Linked DNA regions of Oryctolagus cuniculus: region 1 is linked to region 2. The links are chromatin contacts, called in public Micro-C maps. All regions are on one chromosome and are shown on one strand. Each heading gives the region's core, a stretch centred on a gene start, on an enhancer-like site or on the middle of the called end of the contact. The rest is flanking DNA. Distances are from core to core; before and after follow the strand shown. Region 1 holds the start of NCDN (neurochondrin). Region 2 holds the start of CLSPN (claspin).

Region 1 (6,878 bases), core at 2,425-4,924, 200 kb before region 2:
ACCTGTTGACAACCACAGAGCGCTGAAACAGAAGCAAGCATAACACAGGTACAAGCTTCTCAACCACTTCACGGTTGACTGCCAACAATATCCTGATAAAATCCAGGAAGCAGGAACTGGCATCACTCCCAGCCTCTTCTCCATGGCCTTCCAGATGAGCAGAATCAGTACACTAGAAAGACAGAAAGAGAAGAAATGATATGCCAAGTAATTAATAATTGATTCCTGGAAATGTGGAGTGCTAGACAGCGTGACAGGCTGCGGAGAAGAGAAACTTCAAATTCGTCTTTCAGTGCTCATCCCTGCCCATAAATGTTAAACCTGTGCTTTGACATAGCCTATAATTATCAGAATAACAACATAAGGATATGAAATGAATCTACCTTAAAACTGAAACACTTTGTGTTCCATTATAGTCTAACAGTAATTTATCTACGTGGCAGAATGGAAAAAGCACCACACCTGAGTTCAAGTTCCAGTTCTGCTACTAACAGCTTTGTGACTTTGACCAAATACTCTATGAAAAGAAGAGGCTGGACCTCTTTTAACTAAATCAACCTGAGGATTTTATCTGGCCCAGTATTGTTAAATTGTTTCAATGGGATTGGTTTATTAAAATAAATTATTTATTTATTTTGAAAGAGAGAGAAAGAGACAGAAAGAGATCTTCCATTTGCTGGCTCACTCCCCAGATAGCCACAATGGCCAGCGCAGGGCCAGGTCAAAGCCAGGAGCCAGAACTTCATCCGGGTCTTCCACGTGGGTGGCACGTACCCTAATACTTGGACCATCTTCTGCCACTTTTCCCAAGCCATTAGCAGGGAGCTGGATCACAGCGGAGCAGCCGGGACATGAACCGGTACCCATGTGAGATGCTGGCATCACAGGCAGCTGTTATACCCACTCTACCACAATTCCAGCTCCAATGGGATTGATGTTTACACAGGACATGCAGCCTCCAGTGTGCTACTGTCCTCCCCCCCCCTTACACACACTACTATCTTTAAAATCTACCCGATTTATATTTCCCTGTTACTCCCTCCTCTCCCTAAGAGTCATTTAGAATTCCTGCTTTAAATTCATACACACGTTCAACAAATATTTATGTCAAGCACTGTGCTGGCTACTTTAGAATCTAGGAGCTGGACGATTTAGGTCCCTTCCAGTAGAAAAACTGATTTTTCCAGAAGTTTCTGCCTGTTTACACAACGTGGCTATATACTGTATAAGTTACATAAAGCATAGCAACATTATGAGGGTTGGATGAGTTCTAAAGTGGCTATTCAAACATCTATCCTAAATATGCACCCATCCTCCACATCCGGCAAATGGCACAGGCTCACAACCGCTTGGCCAGCATGTACAGAGATTAGCACTGCCTGCACGGGATATCAACGCAAACACCAGGAAGCAGACACACACAGCTGCAAAACTGAGGTGCAGCCCACCCAAGAAAAAGTTTCCACTGAGCCATAAGCATCTGTCAGACTCCATTTTTCTCATTCACTACCATCCATTGCTATTTCTAACTGTTTTGGAGTTGGAAGTGAGGGAGCAGGGCGGGATGGAGTAGAAAGGAGGTGTGTGGGCCAGACCCGTTCAAGAGATCATGAAATGGAGCTGAGTTAGAAAGTACACCCAGCAACTTCTCCACTCTCCCAAGAGAGAATGGGGGAGTGTGCCCGTGTGTATGTATCTTACCCAACACACATTACTGCCTACCACAGGATTTAAAACTCAAGGTGACTCAACACCTGTCATCAATAGCCTGGCAGGTAGGAGGGCAACGCAGAAAAGAAGTGGATAGGTTTTGAAAACAGGCGTAATAAACACCATTGGACTAGCAAGCTGATTACAAGGGCAATGTCTTACAAATGGTGCATAAGAACAGCAGCTAATATCATGGGAACTCCCAGTCATTCCTCTGAAACCTGCAATTGCCGAAGGGCACAAATCCCTGCTAGGGTCCAGGCAAAGGCTTGCTGACCAGAAGCAGGAACAACACCACACCACCAAGATCCAAACAGTTTGTTATCAAATCAAAGGGTAACAACCCAGGGAGAGAACACACACCCCCACAACACTTGACAAATGAAAATCTCAAAGCTCCCGATGGTTCTGGCATTTAGGGCGTTACAAGTACACCCGAAATAAAAGCACTCTCTGTTGCAGCAGCTGTTCAGACAGAGCAGGGGGTAATGTTTACTTAATACTTCAGGTTGATGGGGGATGTATCATAGTTCAGTCTGTCAGCTACATACGTGGAACTCCATTTATGTACACAGCGATAAGATATGTTTGAATAACGACAGCGCACGTCTGAAACAGCCTATTTAGCTGGTATGAGTAATCAAGAATAAAGCTTTAAAGAAAAAAGTCTCGGATATTTGGGAAAGTCACAGAACAGACTGCCATGAATAGCTTTGCTTATATTTGCAGACATTGTTTTCCAAATAGCTGGAAAAATGAACAGATTGTTCTGGGAGGTTGTCTTTCCAGTTTGTTCCTAGTTTCCAGACTGTTCGTCACACAAGAAAGCACAAGGCGAGTCGGCTAATGCTCTTCACCAATTGCATCTACGGTCGGCTGGGCACAACCACCCCTAAGTGAGAGCAGACAAAGCATTCCTAGCGCCACGCCTGAGGTTTTCCATTTGGCTTCCCTCATGTCACCTCTGTGCTCACTGCAGCCGCATCAGAACCCTCGGAGGGGCATCGTTTACAAAAGCCTCAATGAGGCAGGTTTCGCATCAGATGTTCCACATTGTGCTCAATATCCCCCCGCACACGCCCTTATTCTGCATCAACTTCTATATCGGGGGCGGGGGATGGGGGGTGGGAAGTGGGAGGGAGACCCAACACCAGGGACGGTAGCTCAGGGCCAGGCTGCAGAGGTCGAAGGTGGACGAGCCCGACTGTTTGAAAAGAGACGGAGGGAGCTGCATGATCAGGCCCGGACACGAAAGAGTCGGGCTCCTGCCGGGGACCCAAGCTCCGCGCCTGCAAGGCCAGAAACAGCAGGCTGCTCTGCCCGAGCCAGGAGCGCCACCTCCGGGTCCCAACACCCGGCCAGCGCACCCCCAGACATCGCCCGTCCCGCCTGCCCTCCCCTGAGCTCATGGTCCTCGGCCCGGCAGCTAGCCGCCCCCGGCCACCTACCGGGGCTCACGGCCACATAGCGGGGCCCCGGCTCTCGGCGGCCTCCGCCTCCTTCCGGTCCATGGGCTCGGGGCCCCCAACCTTCGCTCCCCTCACCCCGAGAAGGAGGAAGAGGATGAAACCAGTGCGGCCTCCCCACCCGGACAGCTCCCTCTCGCCTCAGCCTCCCTGGACAGCGACGGAGGCCGGAAACGCAGCCTCCTCCCACCTTGCCGGGCTCAACCCGGAAGCACACCCTTCCATGCCCACCCCCGGAAGCGCAATTCAGCCGCGAGCCGGAGGGGAGGAGGGGCTGTCTAGAAGGGATAAGATTACGCACAGACGAAGGACTCTGGGCCCCCAGACTCTCGCCTCCCGCTCTCCAAAGGAAGTCTACACCCTGGTCCTTTGCACGAGCCCCAAGTCCCAGACTCGGGCAATACCCACAAGCAAGATGGCGGTCACGGCGGCTGCCCCTGCGGCTTAGCGCCCAGCCGTGCCATTGGCCAGCGCCCGGAGTGAAGCGGCCACGGATTGGTCGAGAGCGCTGCGGGGGTGGGGGTGGAGCTGCAGCAGCCCGGAGCCCGGAGTGGGCAACGCGGCGTGAGCAGCGGCCCCAGGCTCCTGGAGCATCGCGCCCGGAGGAGACTTCGCTGCTGCTCGGGGCCGCAGCCTGGTGAGCTCAGCCCCCTTCAGACCCTCCCGTGCATCCCAGCCAGAGCCTCTCGGAGCCGGCGCTGATCGATGCCGACACACCCTGGGGACCCTATCGCGACTCCATCGCGCCATATCGCGACATCATCGTGCCCTGTCAAGACTCCATTTTGTCACAGCCCTTTTCAGTATATATCTTTCTAAAAATAATTTGCCCTGTCATCTTCGGGGGCTGCCCCCCCATGTCGTGATTTTTGCTGTGATCTCTCCGTGACATCACCGCGCCATCGTGAAGTGTGATCTCATCGCTGCTCTGTCGTGACTTCATCAATGTCGTGTTGTGACCTGGCTGCGGCGGGACAGGTGGTGACCGCCAGGAACCCTCCTCCCTCCTCATCTCCCCATCTCAGCAGCCCCGCTTTGATTATCCGGCTCTTGGATTCTCTGTTGTCCCGGGAGCTACCTGGGACCCCTCCTTGCTTCTCCAGCCCCTGCCGGCACCCACAGGCTGGGAGTGGGATGGGGAGGGCGGGCAAGGGGTTAATTCTGCCGCTTCTGCTGCTTCTGCCGCTGCCGCCGCCGCCGCCGCCGCTGCTGCTGCTGCAGCCTCTGCCCGAGGGAGGGAAAGGAGAGGAGGCAAGGAGCCTGCGGGGGCGGCTGAGAGTTCTGGCTGGAGGGGTGGGGTCCCCGGAGGGGCCCCCAAGCCTTCCCTGCTGAGACCTCATATTCTCACTGTTGCTGAAGCCCAGGGCGCCCTTTCCCGACCCCCCACCCCACCGTGTCAGCCTGAGGCCGGATAATCCAACTTCTCGTGAACCATCTGTGTCTCCATTCCTTCCTGTCTGTCCTCCCCGCTCATTCCCTGTGTGCCTCTGCCGAACCTGGCCTCTGGTGCCAGGGGCCAGCCCCCTCCCACCCCAGGAGACTAGTGAGGAGAGCTGTCCAGCTTAACAGCTCTTCTCTCCCACTTCCTGTAGGTGACCTTGGACCTGGGTCCCTTCTTCATCCCTAGAGATTTGCAGGTCCAGCCCCCTAGAAGAGCTCCCCTAAGGAGGGGTCAGTCCTGAGGAAGCCACCCCTCCAGATCCTCCCCTCCCCTCCCTCTGTGCTAATCCCTCCCTGCATCCTCCACTCCCACCCCCACCCCCACCTCCGCCCCTCCTCTGCAGAGGGATGCTCAGTCCCTCTTGTGTTCACAGTTGGGCAAGGCGGGCATCATGGCCTCGGATTGTGAGCCAGCTCTGAACCAGGCAGAGAGCCGAAACCCCACCCTGGAGCGCTACCTGGGAGCCCTCCGTGAGGCCAAGAATGACAGCGAGCAGTTTGCAGCCCTGCTGCTAGTAAGGAACTGGCTGAAATTGGGAGGTGGGAAGGGCTGGGTGGTTGGGCCCCCAAGGAATGGGGTCAGTGAGTCCCCAGGGATATGCAGGTGGTGCTGGCAGCCCTGGAGGCAGCAAAGAAGGCCCAAGACCCCTATCTTGTACTTTATTCTTTTCTTGTTTTTACTTCCCCGAGGATGTGCGCAGAAGGGATAAAGGGGGTGAATAAAGCAGTGGCAGCACTGGGGGCCTTGGAGGAGGCTGCCTGGATCTGCTTTCCGGGGCGTCCCAGAGCAGATGGGAGCTGACTCATAGGGTAACAGCAGCAGGTAGTAATGTGCAGAGTTTTCGAGGGCTGGGGATGGTTGTTCTGGAGAGTCACAGGACTGGAGGTGACTGGGGAGGGGTCCCAGGGGATGGTCAGGACAGCAGAAGGTAGGTTAAGGTAAGGGAGTGGGTTCAGAGCTCAGCCTATTGGAGGAACCCAGGCTGGGGACAGCAGAGCAAGAGCTGCAGTGCTGGGGGGGGGGGTGTTGATGTGGGGGGGTGCAGGGAGGAGGGAGTACAGCCGCTGCTTGTTTGCCATGGCAACAGGGAGAAGGCTCTGGAGTCAAGGGCTCACACTGCAGCAGAGGAGGTGTTTAGGTGAAATGTAAGGGGAAATGTTTTGACAGGCAGAGCGGCAAGACACAGGAGCCATTTCCCCCGAGAAGGTGGCGGAAACAGCTCAGAGACTTCTCTGGAGGGAGCAGTTAGGGAAAGACCCCAAATCTTTGGGGGACTTGAAATACTGACTTCTGAGCCCCTTCCAGCCCAGTCTGTGGGCATCTAGATGAGGCTTCCGAAGAACTGCACGGGCCAGGTGGTGAAATGCCCAAGTGAGTGGCTGAAGAGGGTTAGACCCTTCCTCCCCTGGCATAATCCTAGCTGAAAGGGCTCTCAGAGGTCACCCCTGTCCCTCCAAGGAGAAAGGGGAGCTGGAGGAGATGACCCCAGAGTGAGTTCCGTTGCATAACCCAAGCCTGCTAGCCCTCAACACCCCAGGGTGCAAGGAAGGCACAGTCTCTGCTACTTCTTCCGTTTCTCTTGCTGATAGCACATACTCCTCTCCACGTAGGTGACCAAGGCAGTCAAAGCAGGTGACATCGATGCCAAAACCCGGCGGCGGATTTTCGACGCCGTCGGCTTCACCTTTCCCAATCGCCTCCTGACCACTAAGGAGGCACCGGATGGCTGCCCCGACCATGTTCTCCGGGCCCTGGGCGTGGCCCTGCTGGCTTGCTTCTGCAGCGACCCTGAACTGGCTGCCCATCCCCAGGTCCTGAACAAGATCCCTATCCTTAGCACCTTCCTGACAGCCAGGGGCGACCCTGATGACGCTGCCCGCCGCTCCATGGTCGACGACACCTACCAGTGTCTGACAGCTGTAGCAGGCACCCCCCGAGGGCCCCGGCACCTCATTGCTGGTGGCACCGTGTCTGCCCTGTGCCAAGCATACCTAGGGCATGGCTATGGCTTCGACCAGGCCCTGGCACTGCTGGTAGGGCTGCTGGCTGCTGCCGAGACACAGTGCTGGAAGGAGGCGGAGCCCGACCTACTAGCCGTGTTGCGGGGTCTCAGCGAGGATTTCCAGAAAGCTGAGGATGCCAGCAAGTTCGAGCTCTGCCAGCTGCTGCCCATCTTTCTGCCCCCGACAACCGTGCCCCCTGAATGCCTCCGGGATCTGCAGGCCGGCCTGGCACGCATCCTGGGAAGCAAGCTGAGCTCC
Region 2 (6,145 bases), core at 2,280-4,779:
CAGGAATATAGGCAACGATTATAAACAATATTCAAACAAAAAGATGTCCATTTCACTCACATACAGTAAATTTTAAAAAACAATCACAGATCATTAAAACAATAATAGTATATCTATTTTCTATCACAAATAGAAAATGTGATTTTTTTTTTTTTGGGTCTGGCTTATTTCACTTAGCACAATGATCTCCAGTTGCTTCCACTTTGTTGCAAACATCAGAATTTCATTCTTCCTTATGGCTGAGAGGAAGTTTTTCTTAAGAGAAATATCCTAGTTAATCAAGGAAGAAATCATGGACTTAGGCTATCACAGTTTTTAGCAACCTTCAATTAAATAACAGAGCTAGGCAATGACATTAATGTCTGCTGATTTTACCAAAAAAGGAACAACACATTGTATACAGCCTAATAGAAGTACCCAACACCATCTATACAGCATTTGTGTCAGAATACTCACATCTGAATCTGATCAAGTCTGTAGATCCAAAAGAGAGAGCAGAGGAGCGTGTTCAAAAATACCAGACATACAATCTGGATGTGGGAAACTCGGGGCTGTGTTGTGGCACAGTGAGCAAAGCCACAGCCTGGGATGCCAACATCCCATATGGGCTCCAGTTCGAATCCTGGCTGCTTCAGTTCTGATCCTGCTCCCCTGCTAATGGCCTGGAAAAAGCAGCAGAGGGTGGCCCAAGTGCCTGGGCCCTGGCACCCATGTGAGAGACCCAGAAGAAGCTCCTGGCTTTGGCCTGGTTCAGCTCTGACCATTGTGGCCCTTGTGGGGTGAACCAGCAGATGGAAGACTTCTCTGTTTCTCTCCCCTCCCTGCAACTCTTTCAATTAAACAATATACAACATAAAAGATGGATATACATATATACCAAGAATTGCAATTGTAGACTGAATCCTTATTCAAATAAAAATCTGAAATATGCATGAGTCAAAGAAATCTGAATACTGACTAGATATTTTGCATAATAATATGGTCGGTTATCCTTTTGTGGAAAGCTCTTTGTCTTCTAGGAATGTGCACTGAAATATCTGTAGATTAAATATGTCATGGGGGTGTTTGGTGTAATACTTAATACACTGCTTGGGACACCTGCATCCCATATTCAATGCCTGGTTCAAATCCTGGCTCAGCTTCCAATTCCAGTTTCCTGCTGATGTGTAGTCCAGGATGTAGTAAATGATAGCTCAAATAGGTCAGTCTCTGACACTCATGGGGGAGACCTACACTGAGTTTCCCAGTTCCCAGCTTCAGCCTGGTCTAGCCCCAGCTGCTGCACGCATTTGGGGAATCAGTGGATTGGAGCTCTCTCTCAAAAAATAAAAACAACTAAAATTTTAAATAAATATGTTGGGATTTTCTTCCAAATAATCCAATGAGGGAAAAGAAGGTAGGGTATAAATTGATCAAGATCGGCCATGATTAGACAATAATCAAAATTAGGTGAAGGGATTATTACATACACCTCATTTGTATAGATGACATTTTCTAAATGAAACATTTTTAAATGTCACAAGTAAAAAAATCTAGGTGTTAGTGACTTGAACAGTTAGTGACCAAATTGACCCAAGATGCCAGGTCTCCTATCTCCTCAGTGTTCTCAGGGATCTGAGTTAACTTATTCATAAGGGAGGAGGGGGGCTGGCACTGTGGTTAAGCCACCACCTATGACACCTGCATCCTATATGGGCACGGTTCGCATCCCAGCTGCTCCACTTCCGATCCTGCCCCCTGACAATACACCTGGGAAAGCAGCAGCAGATGGCCCAAGTGCTTGAACGATTGCCACGCACATGGGAAACCTGGATGAAGCTCCTGGCTTCCGCCTGGCCCAGAGCTGGCTGTTGCAGCCATTTGGGGAATGAACCTGCAAATGGAAGTTCTCTCTCTGCCTCTCCCTCTCTGTAACTCTGACTTTCAAATAAATAAGTAAATCTTTTAAGAATGATAATAATAAGCAAGGAGGCCCCAGTATTGCAGTAAGGGAGGTTAAGCCACAGCTTGGAATGACCATATCCCATATCTGACTGTCAGTTTGAGTCCCAATACAGCTTCCTGCTAATGTACCTGGGAAAGCAGCAGAAGATGGCCTAAGTACTTGGGTCCCTGCTACCCATGTGGGAGACCCAAATGCCATTCCTGGCTCTTGGGTCCAGACTGAGCTATCCCTATCCAGCCTGGCCTATCCCTGGCATTTGGGGAGTGAACCAGCAGATGGAAGCTCTCTCCCCACCCTGCCTCCTGAATAATCTTTTTTTAAAAATATGAGAGAAATTACAAACAAATGTAATGTAAAAGGGTATAAGGCCTTACTCTAGTGGTTTATCAAATTAGTTCGTTGATTTCAATGTCTAGCTCAATTATTAAAAAAATATATAACACGGGTTGACGGTTATCATGTATGTGCTGATGGTCCCCTCAACAAACCAAAGCAGTAAGACTGTTAAGTTCTGTCTGTGGATGTGGACACTGACTTCAGGTAAGCACACAGCTCAATCCATGGGCATGCATTTAATCTCAGTTCTATTCTCGGCCATTTGCAACAGGACCAGCCATGTCCAACACTGGAGCCAGAAGAGACAGAGGGGTTTCAAGAACTCCCTGATCAATTAGTATCTTTAAAAAAAATCAAATCGGCCAACTATGACTCATGTCAGCCTCCTGCTGCGAAGTTTTCCGGGAACCAGAGACAGGATTAGGGTAAAGTGGGTGAGGCAGGATTGGATCTTGTCCTTATTTAAAATGTCCCTATTCTGTTCAATACCAAGTCATGAAACTTTTCGCAAAATTTTGTTTTTTAAATACTGCATTAAAATGTGGGTTGCACTGGGTGACTACTTTTTTTTTTTTTTTTTTTTTTTTTTGCGTCCTTTTAAATTTTGCTTCCAAGGCGAGAGCGTCTTGCGCTCCCGGGACCCAGTCGGAGAACACAAGGCGGCCTTCCTGGCCCAATTTCGAACTTCCTAACACCCCGCGCTCCATTTACCAAGAATCCCGCCCCGCATCCCCGCCGCGCGTTCGCCTGGGCCTCCTCTCATTGGGGGCGTAGTAAGAGGAGGAGCTAACGTGACAGGAAACGCGCCAAAGGGGAAGGCGGGCGGCAGGGACAGAGCCAGGCGGCAAGGACCGACCACCGGGACCACCGGGACCACCGGCCCGAAGCTCGGGACGCCTCGCGCCAGGACCCCCGGGAGAGGTCGCGAGCCCCTCTCAGCGGAGGCGCGCGCGGCAGCTGGCGCCCGCGCGGTGCACGCCGGGAGCTGTAGTCCTCTCAGCCCCGGGGCACCGGCTCTACCCCTGCCCCAGTCCACCCCACGGCGCCCGGCCTCCGCAGCCCATGTAGGAGGCCTGTGCTTAAACCCACCTCAGAGCCTTCCTCGCCCGTCATGGTTCCGGCCTCCGCAGCGGTCCGCACCAGACGAAGCAGTGCCGGGTTCCTGCAACCTCTGGCGCAGCGCCTCTCCCGCCGTCTCCAGCCTGGAAGCGGCGTTTGAGCTTTCGCGCCCAGCCGGGGTGGAGGACCCGCCCTCGATGATTTGCACCAATCCGAAGCAGACCTTCCATTCTAGGCCCCGCCCACTCCCGTCCCACCAATCACGAAGCTCTTGCGGCCGGCTCCAGGATGACGGTCAGTGTTGGCTTGGCGGGTCCCCGACTGCTCTTGTCAGCTGGGCTTGGGGCGGAGGCTGTGAGTGCTGGGGCGGGGTGCCAGGCGGCAGGGCCCACCGTCCTTACCAGGAGGCACCTGGCGAACAGTGCTTTGACTCTGGGCGCCGCCACAGCTCGGCGACTCACGTCACGCCCAAATTTAAGAGTGAGCTGGTCCCCTCGCCCCCTGCAGGATGTCCTGTGCGTGAATCTTTTCAGATAGAGTCCTGGGCCTCCATAGGGGTTTCTCCACTGACCGCAGCCTTGCAGCTGCTGGCGACCCTGTCTGGCCCTTCTTGTACCTGACACCATTGAATAAAAAACGTTTCTCCAGGGGCCGGCACAATGGGTGGTTCACTCGCATCCCACTCTGGAGTGCCTGGGGATGGACTCCCACCTCCAGCCCCCTGCTAGTGCACTGCGGGGGGGTGGGCAGAAGAGGATGGACCAAGTGCTTGGGCCTCTGCCACCCACCTGAAAGACCCGGATGGAGGTCTTGGCTCCTGGCTGATGTGGGCATTTGGGGAATGAACCAGCAGATGAAAGATTTTCTCTCTCTCTCTTTGTTGCGCTTTCAAAAGAAAAGAAAAGAAAAAAACAACAAAAACACGTTTTGCCAACTGCTTAGATACCAAAGAACATTAATGGGTAATCTTTATAAATTTTATTTGGGGCTAATTTGAACGTGCAGACGGGACCCGCCTCAGACCTAGAGGGCTTTCTACTTTTTTTTTTTTTTTAGTAAATATTTTATTTATTTTTATTTGGGAGGTAGAGTTACAGAGAGAGGGAGAGACAGAGAGACAAACATCCTCTGGTTCACTCACCAAATGGCCACAAAGGCTGGAGCTGGGCTAATCTGAATCCAGGAGTCAGGAGCTTCCTTCGGGTTTTCTTATGTGGGTACAGGGGCCCAACCACTTGGGCCATCTTCTACTGCTTTCCCAGGCCACAGCACAGAGCTGGATTGGAAGTTGAGCGGCCAGGACTCGAACCGGCACCCATATGGGATGCCGGTGCTGCCAGTGGAAGCTTAGCCCACTGCCACAGCGCTGACCCCAGGGCTTTCTACTTTTGAACAAGACTAGAAAAGGAGTAAAAGCTCTGGAGTCCACCTTCCCTAGGCCCTTCTAGTGCATTTTGCCACTGTGCTGCTTATTATCTTTTTGCCTCTCTGGGTTGATTCTCCTTTCTTTGCCCTGGTCTGTGTCCAGGCAAGGCTCACCCTCCGAGACTATTACCCCAGCTCCCTTGTCCTCTGGCATCTGGCTGAGTCAGGGCCCCTTGCAGGAGAGGAGGGGCACCCGGAGAGAAGGGGCAGAGCACTTACTGCCTCACTTAACTCCACAGTTGTAACCTCTGATAAGGAGACCAGCTCAGTCCAGTGTTCCCAGGCCTTTCCTGATTTTAGCACTGAAAATCCCACAGCCCAGGGCCCTCCTTGGTCATTGACATACCAGGCTGGTTGGTGCCCCTAGGCACTGCACTGGTTTCCTCTTCCAAGCGTCTGTCTTTAGCTGGGTTCAGTTAAAAGCCCTTTGCTCAGCTTTACTTCTTCACCTCCTTTCCACCTCTCAACCTACTTCTGCCCCCACCCACAAGACCCCATCACCCATCCTCTTCCTTGCATGTCTCAATCCATCTGCCTTTTCATCACTTTACTATCTTCTCAAATGTATTTCTTTTATTTATTTGAGAGACAGAGACAGAGAAATTTCCCATCCCTGGTTCACTCCCTAAATGCCCACAATAGCAAGCTAGGCTTGGCTGAAGCTGGGAGCCTGGAACTCAATCCAGGTTTCCCGTGTAGTAACAGAGACCCAACAACTTGTCACCTTCTGCCTCCCCGGGTGCACACAGGCAGGAAGCTGGAATCACGAGCAGAGCTGGTACTTGATTCCAGACACTCTGATGTGAGATGCGGATGTCTTGGCCAGGATATGGGCATCAACTACTGTTCCAAATGCCTGTACACCTCGCCCACCCCAGAATGTGTATTTCTAACGAGTTACCAGGTGATATTAGGGCTGCTGATCCACAGACCATACTTTGAGAACCAAAGACTTAGAACAATCCTGGCTCAGAGTGGGGAAATGGATAAACATCCGTTTACAACTCTATGATTCTTCTTGAACTGCCTCTAAAAGTGAATAAATGAAATAATATTCCTTATATTAGTATTTTCTAATGTCTTTTGAGAGCACCTCTTCACTTACTGGAGAAACTAAGAGAGAAATCTCCCATTTGGATGATGGGTAGACAGGAGTGAAGAAGGCAAAAGAAACCTTTATTTATTTTTTATTGTGGTAAAATATACATGAGATAAAATGTGCCGCATTAATCATTATCACCTTATACAGTGTGTATGTACTATACTATGTACATTCACTTTGTTGTGCCATAAATCTCCAGAACTCTCTCCACTTGCAAAACTGGAACTCTAGACCATGATAAAATTCCTTATTTCTCCCATTCCCACAAAACATTTTGT

Evidence for each region. A called contact is a pair of places that touch in the nucleus more often than the background predicts.
Region 1: a contact with region 2 is called in a Micro-C map of ear pinna, with 2.4 times the contacts expected there. The contact joins the promoter of NCDN here to the promoter of CLSPN in region 2. A contact is called at or near these places in 3 of 6 Hi-C or Micro-C datasets (ear pinna, skin fibroblasts and an unstated tissue).

The regions. Positions count from the first base shown.
Region 1 is chr7:137,055,603-137,062,480 of mOryCun1.1, reverse strand. It overlaps NCDN (neurochondrin), which reads left to right and starts at 3,674. Exons shown (of 7, transcript XM_051832167.2): 1 at 3,674-3,813; 2 at 4,991-5,131; 3 at 6,228-6,878. The coding sequence starts at 5,009. It overlaps KIAA0319L (KIAA0319 like), which reads right to left and starts at 3,614. Exons shown (of 21, transcript XM_051832163.2): 1 at 3,478-3,614; 2 at 3-172. The coding sequence starts at 144.
Region 2 is chr7:136,859,612-136,865,756 of mOryCun1.1, reverse strand. CLSPN (claspin) reads right to left here and starts at 3,529. Exons shown (of 25, transcript XM_002720690.5): 1 at 3,371-3,529. The coding sequence starts at 3,394.